2 separate regions of the Rattus norvegicus genome follow, and region 1 is linked to region 2. Evidence: chromatin contacts called from public Hi-C data. All regions are on one chromosome and are shown on one strand. Each heading gives the region's core, a stretch centred on a gene start, on an enhancer-like site or on the middle of the called end of the contact. The rest is flanking DNA. Distances are from core to core; before and after follow the strand shown. Region 1 holds the start of Zfp647 (zinc finger protein 647). Region 2 overlaps Arhgap39 (Rho GTPase activating protein 39).

What was found. A called contact is a pair of places that touch in the nucleus more often than the background predicts.
Region 1: a contact with region 2 is called in a Hi-C map of liver, with 2.8 times the contacts expected there. The contact joins the promoter of Zfp647 here to the enhancer-like site in region 2. A contact is called at or near these places in 4 of 12 Hi-C or Micro-C datasets (the A7r5 cell line, hepatocytes, kidney and 1 more).

Annotation. Positions count from the first base shown.
Region 1 is chr7:110,526,072-110,529,411 of GRCr8, reverse strand. Zfp647 (zinc finger protein 647) reads left to right here and starts at 1,732. Exons shown (of 5, transcript NM_001427380.1): 1 at 1,732-1,781.
Region 2 is chr7:110,352,331-110,355,689 of GRCr8, reverse strand. Arhgap39 (Rho GTPase activating protein 39) reads left to right here. Exons shown (of 12, transcript NM_173122.3): 3 at 80-499. Among named protein-coding and RNA genes, the nearest start is that of C7h8orf82, 27 kb to the right of the region's middle. Within about 2 kb of position 2,004, at least 2 of the 93 cell types and tissues checked have an H3K27ac peak or open chromatin away from gene starts, as enhancers often do. A contact at or near this core is called in liver, where this site is marked.

The sequences.
Region 1 (3,340 bases), core at 483-2,982, 170 kb before region 2:
TTGGCAGACCCAATGTTCTTAACCACCAAGCCTCCTCTCCAGCCTCCCTGGCTCCCATGTTTTAGTGAAGGCATTAGCCTTAGACTGCCTCCTCTCTGTGAGCCCACATGTAGATCAGCTGATAGGAAAGCCTGGGTGCTCTTCCTTTGGGAAGCCATTCCAACCTCTGGTCTAGTCTTAGAAACAGCCATGCTAATGGATATTTTAGTTAGCTGGCATTGCTTCGACAAGCACATAGCAAAGGAAGGTTTCCTGTGGTTCGAAGGTCAGGAACAGTCCATGAGGGTGGGATGATGTGTGCGTACATTTGAAGCAGCTAGTTGGTTATATTGCGTCTGTGGTCACGGGGAGGAGAGCAAATCATGCTCACACTCAGTTCATTCCTCATTCAATCAAGAACTCTTTTTTTTTTTTTTAAGATTTAATGTATATGAGTACACTGTAGCTGTCTTCAGACACACCAGAAGAGGGCATCAGATCCCATTACAAAAGAAGACAAGTAACCAATACAATTAGAGAAATAAAAATTAAAGCCATAATGGAGGGGTAGGGTCCGGTGCAACTAAATGGGAGACTATATGCTTAACACTCAAGAGTCCCTGACTTTGGGGTTGGTGATTTAGCTCAGTGGTAGAGCGCTTGCCTAGCAAACACAAGGCCCTGGGTTCGGTCCCCAGCTCCGAAAAAAAAGAAAAAGAAAAAAAAAAAAAAAAAGAGTCCCTGACTTTAATTTCCAGCAGAGATATGTGCTTGTATGGAGAGGCTAAGGGTCAGTCTGAGGAGCCATCCACTATGGTATTTTGTTGTTGTTTTTAAGATTTGTATTTTATGTGTACACTGTTGCTCTCTTCAGACACGTCAGAAGAGGGCATCAGATCCCATTACAGATAGTTGTGAGCCATGTGGTTTGGTTGCTGGGAATTGAATTCAGGACCTCTGGAAGAAGTTACAGTTCTTAACCGCTGAGCCATCTGGCCAGCCCCCTTCTTTTGTTTTTTGAAAAAGCTCCTCACCAGAACCTGAAGCTTGCCAACGACTCTAGACAGGCTGGCCAGCGAGCGCTACATAGATCGGCCTTATTCTACTCCCCTGTGCGGGCATGTGCAGCAAACACCTAGACTGTTGTATTCCTCTAGGCTTGGAATAACTCATTTTTAAAAGACTGCTTATACCAAGTGTGGGCGAATACAAGCAGCACTGGGAATAGTCATACATCGCTAGCCTAGGGAATGTGTTGATGAAGAAACGTGAGACGGGCAGTTCCTTAAGAAGTTAAACGCATACAATACCGTAAACTAAACCCAAGCAGCCGGAGTCAGCCTGATGGGTTCCGGGACCAGTGGTCCAGGCTGCCCGACCACTAGGGAAATCGCTAGAGGGCAAGCACAGATCTTGGCGGAAGTGACCGAAGGCCCTCAGGAGAACGGAGGCTTCAGGGAGGGGGCGAGGCAGGGAGGCACTCGGATTTGTAGGGACTGCGCGCGCCGGCTTCCGCTACTGCCTCAAAGAGCAGGCGCGGTCGGGGTCAGAACGCGGTCTCTCTAGGCACAGCGGAGGCCTCGGCTCTCGGTGGCCCCGGGGCGCTAGCCAGAGTTCTTTACTAGAGCAGGAGGCGGGCGGACCATCCGACTCTCGGGCGTCCCGGTCCAGGACTGGAGTTGGGGGGTGGGGGCCTGGGGGCGGGGTCCCCTGAGATTGACGACTGCGCAGACGGGGCGGGACGGCCCCTTTGTCTTAGGGAGCTGAAGCAGCCGCCACAGGGCGAGAGGTTGCGGCAGATGGTGAGTGGCGCTCTGTCGGCTGCGCGGGACCCTCTCCTTCATCCGCACCCAACCTCCGCGCCCTAGCGTATGCCAGCCCTTCCCCCGACGGATGGCTGCGACCGGGCTGCTGACCCAGGCCGCACCCTCCGATCCCTCGGACCCTCCAGGCCCCTCCCCAGGACCCCTCGCGGTGTCTCCCGCTTGCTTGGTCCGAGGTTTAGATGGTTCTGGTGTGCATACGGTTTCTTACTGGTTGGTTAATTTGGTTTGGCTTGGGCTGTGGATGAGGTTTTGGCTGGTAAAATAACGTGTCCCAGACTGCCCTGGAAGTCCCGCGTTCGCACGATCCTTCCCAATAACCCGGACTACAGTCAGGGCCACCATACAGCATTTTAAGTCACATGCACTGTCCTTAGCATCTTCAGCAGCTAAGGGCATTTCTTGTCAAACCGACGGAGCTCTGCTCTCTTCCACATAACCCAGCTTCTTGGATTTGTTTTATCTTTCTGCTGATGCTCTCTTGTTACTTTGCAACGGCCCCTTTTAATGGATGACAACAACTTATCTAACGTGACGTTTTCTTGTTTAATTTTTGTATGTATTTATGTGTTTTGTCTGCATGTGTATCTGTATATCATGTGCATGCCTGGTACCAACGGAGGCCAGAAGAGGGCATCGGGTTCCCTGGAACTGGCTGTGAGCTGCCATGTTGGTGCTGGGAATCGAGTGTGGGTCCTGGAAGATAACATGCACTCTTAACAGCCGAGCCATCTCTCCAGCCCCCACATTTGTGGCTCAGCTAAACACTTGAATCTGGATGTGCTGATGAGTGCAGTTATCCCCAGCTCTGGGGAGCAGACAAGCAGGTCCCTACGGCTTAGCAGCTTACTTGGCGAATTCCAAGCCAATAAGAGACCATGTTGCCCCCCAAACGATGAAAGGCTTAGGAGGAATAACACCTAAGGTTGTCGTCTGGCCTCCATGTCCTTGCTGATGTGTAGGTACACATGCACACACAGAAAAGCTGTACAGTAATTTTTTTAAATGTTACTCTGCCTAGCATCCTGTCAGTGAATACACAATGACACCGGAAGCAGTTTCCTATGGATCTTTCTAGAATAATTAACTGGAGGCAAGGGCTACTACTGGTGCATGTGGACATTCTTGTTCCTAACATAAAAGGAAAGCTTCGCTACTAGCTGTTTAAAGCTGGGTGGACATCAGTTCTGTTACTTTGCACACTGGGAATTTCCTTGTCTGAGATACAGAGAAGTGGAATGGGGCTAATAGGTTAGGGCTAGTAAGCCATCTTCCCACCAGCTAGGTGACCAGTCCCTGGGGCTTTCTTACCATGCAGATGTTTCAATTAAGATTCTCGATATTTCTGAGGTTGAGACCTCTGCATTTGTCTGTTAGCTGTTTGCATTCCCCTTTGGATTGACTAGCTTGTATTCTTTTTCTCTATGTTAAAAACACTCTTCCAGGGGCTGGGGATTTAGCTCAGTGGTAGAGCGCTTACCTAGGAATCGCAAGGCCCTGGGTTCGGTCCCCAGCTCCGAAAAAAAGAACAAAAAAAA
Region 2 (3,359 bases), core at 755-3,254:
GCCTTGCGCTTCCTAGGTAAGCGCTCTACCACTGAGCTAAATCCTCAGCCCCTTGGTTGATGCTTTTGTCCCTCTACAGGTTGGAGTGGGTGGAGATCATTGAGCCGCGCACGCGCGAACGTATGTATGCCAACCTGGTCACCGGGGAGTGCGTGTGGGACCCACCAGCGGGCGTGCGCATCAAGCGCACCAGTGAGGACCAGTGGTGGGAGCTCTTCGACCCCAATACATCACGCTTCTACTACTACAGTGCTGCTTCGCAGCGCACCGTGTGGCATCGCCCACAGAACTGCGACATCATTCCGCTGGCCAAACTGCAGACGCTGAAACAGAACACTGAGTCTCCGCGTGCCTCTGCAGACAGCAGCCCAGGGAGGGGCAGTCGAGATGGTAGCACGGGCTCCTCGCTGGAACCCGAGCCTGAAGAAAGGGCACAGGAGCTGCCAGTTCGTGGTGGGCGGGCGACAACCTTGGTCACTTCGAAGGAGGAGACTAGCAGGTGAGGAGGCCGGCGGGTTGGGGGAGGGGTACTTACTTAGAGGAGGGTGGGGCTGGGGTGGCAGAGTATAGCACGCAGCTTTCAAGACTGTTAGTTGTCCAGTTGATAGGGTTCTTTGCTGGACCAGGGTTATCAGGCAGGCCAGCCACCTCCCCTTTACTGATAGTGTCATTAGTCACATTCGGAAGTGTACAAAGCCTTGAGGAAGGTAGGTGAGTAAAGCCAGGTGAGGTGTGTCACACCAGTGATCTTAGCACCCGGGAGCTGGAGGCACTGGAGAACCAGGAGTCTGAGGCCAGCCTATGTTTAAGTGAGACCCTGACTCAGAATACCAGGGGTGGGGGGGAGGGGAGAAAGGTGCTAAGGAGAAAAGCTAGACATCTGGGGCTCTGCTGTCCTTTTGCAGAGGGCGGCTGGTACACCTCAGTGGGCTATGTCTGCTCAGAGTTGTGTCTTTGGATAATTTGTAGAGAATGAGGACATGGCCTCTAGTTCCTCCAACATGAAGGATAGAGGACTATTCTCAGGGGCTGGGCTCATTTAAATCTAAGAAGAGGCACTGCCAGTGATACACTGAGTACAGGCAGTGCTGCCTTAGTCCAACCCTGCCCTTCTAGGAGCTCAGCCAGGCAGGGCAGACACAGTGACAGTGGTGTCGAGGGGACATAGCATGACCTGACAGGCAGTGGAGACATTAGAGACCAATCGGACCAGACCTTCTTCCACCAAGTATCTTTGCTGAGGATATAGCTGGTGTTTTCATAAGGGTCATTGTATGGGGAACTTCCCTCTCGTTCCTGTTTCCCAGGGAGCCTATCAGGAAAGCGTGTCGGACCGTGGTGGCCGACCTTCTATGAGATGGTAGTTTCTTCCTTCAGTCTATTAATGTGCTATATCTCACTGACTTCATCTTCTTGCACTGGAACGCCTTTGAGTGTGTGTTCTAATCATGCAGTGGTATCCATGGTGGTATCTATGTGTGTCTGACACATGACAAGGCTCCATTTGGGCTGGGCAAGTGGGTTTGTGAAAAATCCCAACCAAACCAACCGCCTACCGAAGACAGAAGGCCTTTTCTCCAGCAGAAATCCAGAAGAGATGATACTAGAGAGACCCAGAATTCAGACTGCCTAGAATTTAGGAACCAGTGACGTCTATGCCATTAAAAAGTGGAGGCTTGGCTGTGGTGGTACAAGACTAGCCCCAGCACTTGAGAAGCTGAAGCAAGAAGACCCCTTCCAGTTTAGGAGTTCAAGATCAGCCTAGTAAGAGCCTCTCCTCTAACAAACAAACAAACAAAGTTCTAGGAAGCAAACTTAGGCAAGGGTCTCTCTGCTGAGTCATCTCCCTGAGTCCATTCAGCTTTTCTTTTTGCTTTTCTTCCCCTTCTAACTTTTCAAGCAGATGGAGTCCACTTTGAATTACTTCTGTGCCCTCCTCTGCTGATTTCACCATCTGTGTTTGTTCTGGGCCAGGCCCAGCTGACTGGCTGCCCTCTTTGCAGGGTGCTTCACAAGTCGGAATATTGCTCTGGTGAGGATAGGCACACGATGAACCACCTGTCTGCTTAACAGAGCAGGAGGGCCATGTTCTGAGAGGGAGCCAAAGGCACCTTGTGGGCAGCAGGTTGCCAGTGTGGCTGCTCCAAGGAGCAGGAGCAGTGACACAGTTGGAAAACTGCCTGCCATGAAACTATAGGTCCGACCTTTGTATACCAGCTCCTCTTTTCATAAAAGCCAGCTGCAGGAGCAAAGCTTGGTGGGACACACTTAATCCCAGCACTCACGAAGCAGCCTGGTCTTCGTTGTGGGTTCCAGGTCAACCAAACCTATAGAGAGAACTTGCCTCAAAAAAACAAAACAAAAACTGGGCATGGCTGTACACACACCTTTAATTCCAACACTCTGGAGTCAGAGTCAAGAGGATCTCTGAGTTTGAGGCCAGCCTGGTCTACAGAGTGAGTTCCAGGAGAGCCAGAGTTACGCCGAAAAACCCTGTCTTGACAACAACAAGAAGCATGACCTCAGATGACAGCCCTAGTTTCCACATACATGCGCATAAACACACACACACACACACACACACACACACACACACACACACACACACACACAGTGGCAAAGAAAACCAGTGGCAAACATTCATATGTTGTGAACTGTAACAATATCTTTGCCTCTCCACACAGATGGGTGTTGCCAAGGAAATTCGAGTGTAGTTGGAGCTGAGCGTATTCTTGACATTAATTGTTAATTTGTTTGTTTGAGCCTGGATCTCACACTATAGCTCAGGCTAGGCTGGAACTCATTACATCTCCCAAGATGGCCTCAAACTAACGGCAGTCTTTCTGCCTCACCCCTCTATTGCTACATTTATAAGCATGAACCACCACGCCCAGCTGATACAGCCTTTTAGCATGCCTCCTGGTTAATGGCACCTGATGGTTATATAGGATCTTTTTAGTCACACAGTTAGATGGATTTTAAAACACATTTCCTTTGCATTTTGTCTGAAATGTTGCAGCTATACCTGCTACAGACATGCCGGAATGGTGTCATGCCTCTTCTTTCAATTTTTTTTTTAAGATTTATTTATTTATTTTATGTACAGCTTTCTGCCTGCATATGTGACTGCAGGCCAGAAGAGGCCACCAGATCTCATTACAGATGGTTGTGAGCCACCATGTGGTTGCTGGGAATTGAACTCATGACCTCTGAAGAGCAGTCAGTGCTCTTAACCGCTGAGCCATCTCTCCAGCCCTCTTCTTTTAATTCTGATAGCATGGGAAGTAAAGCAGCTGGATACTGTCTGTGATTGAGCCATCCGTCATCCCATCTGTCTTGGGACTGTAGGTTTCACTCCC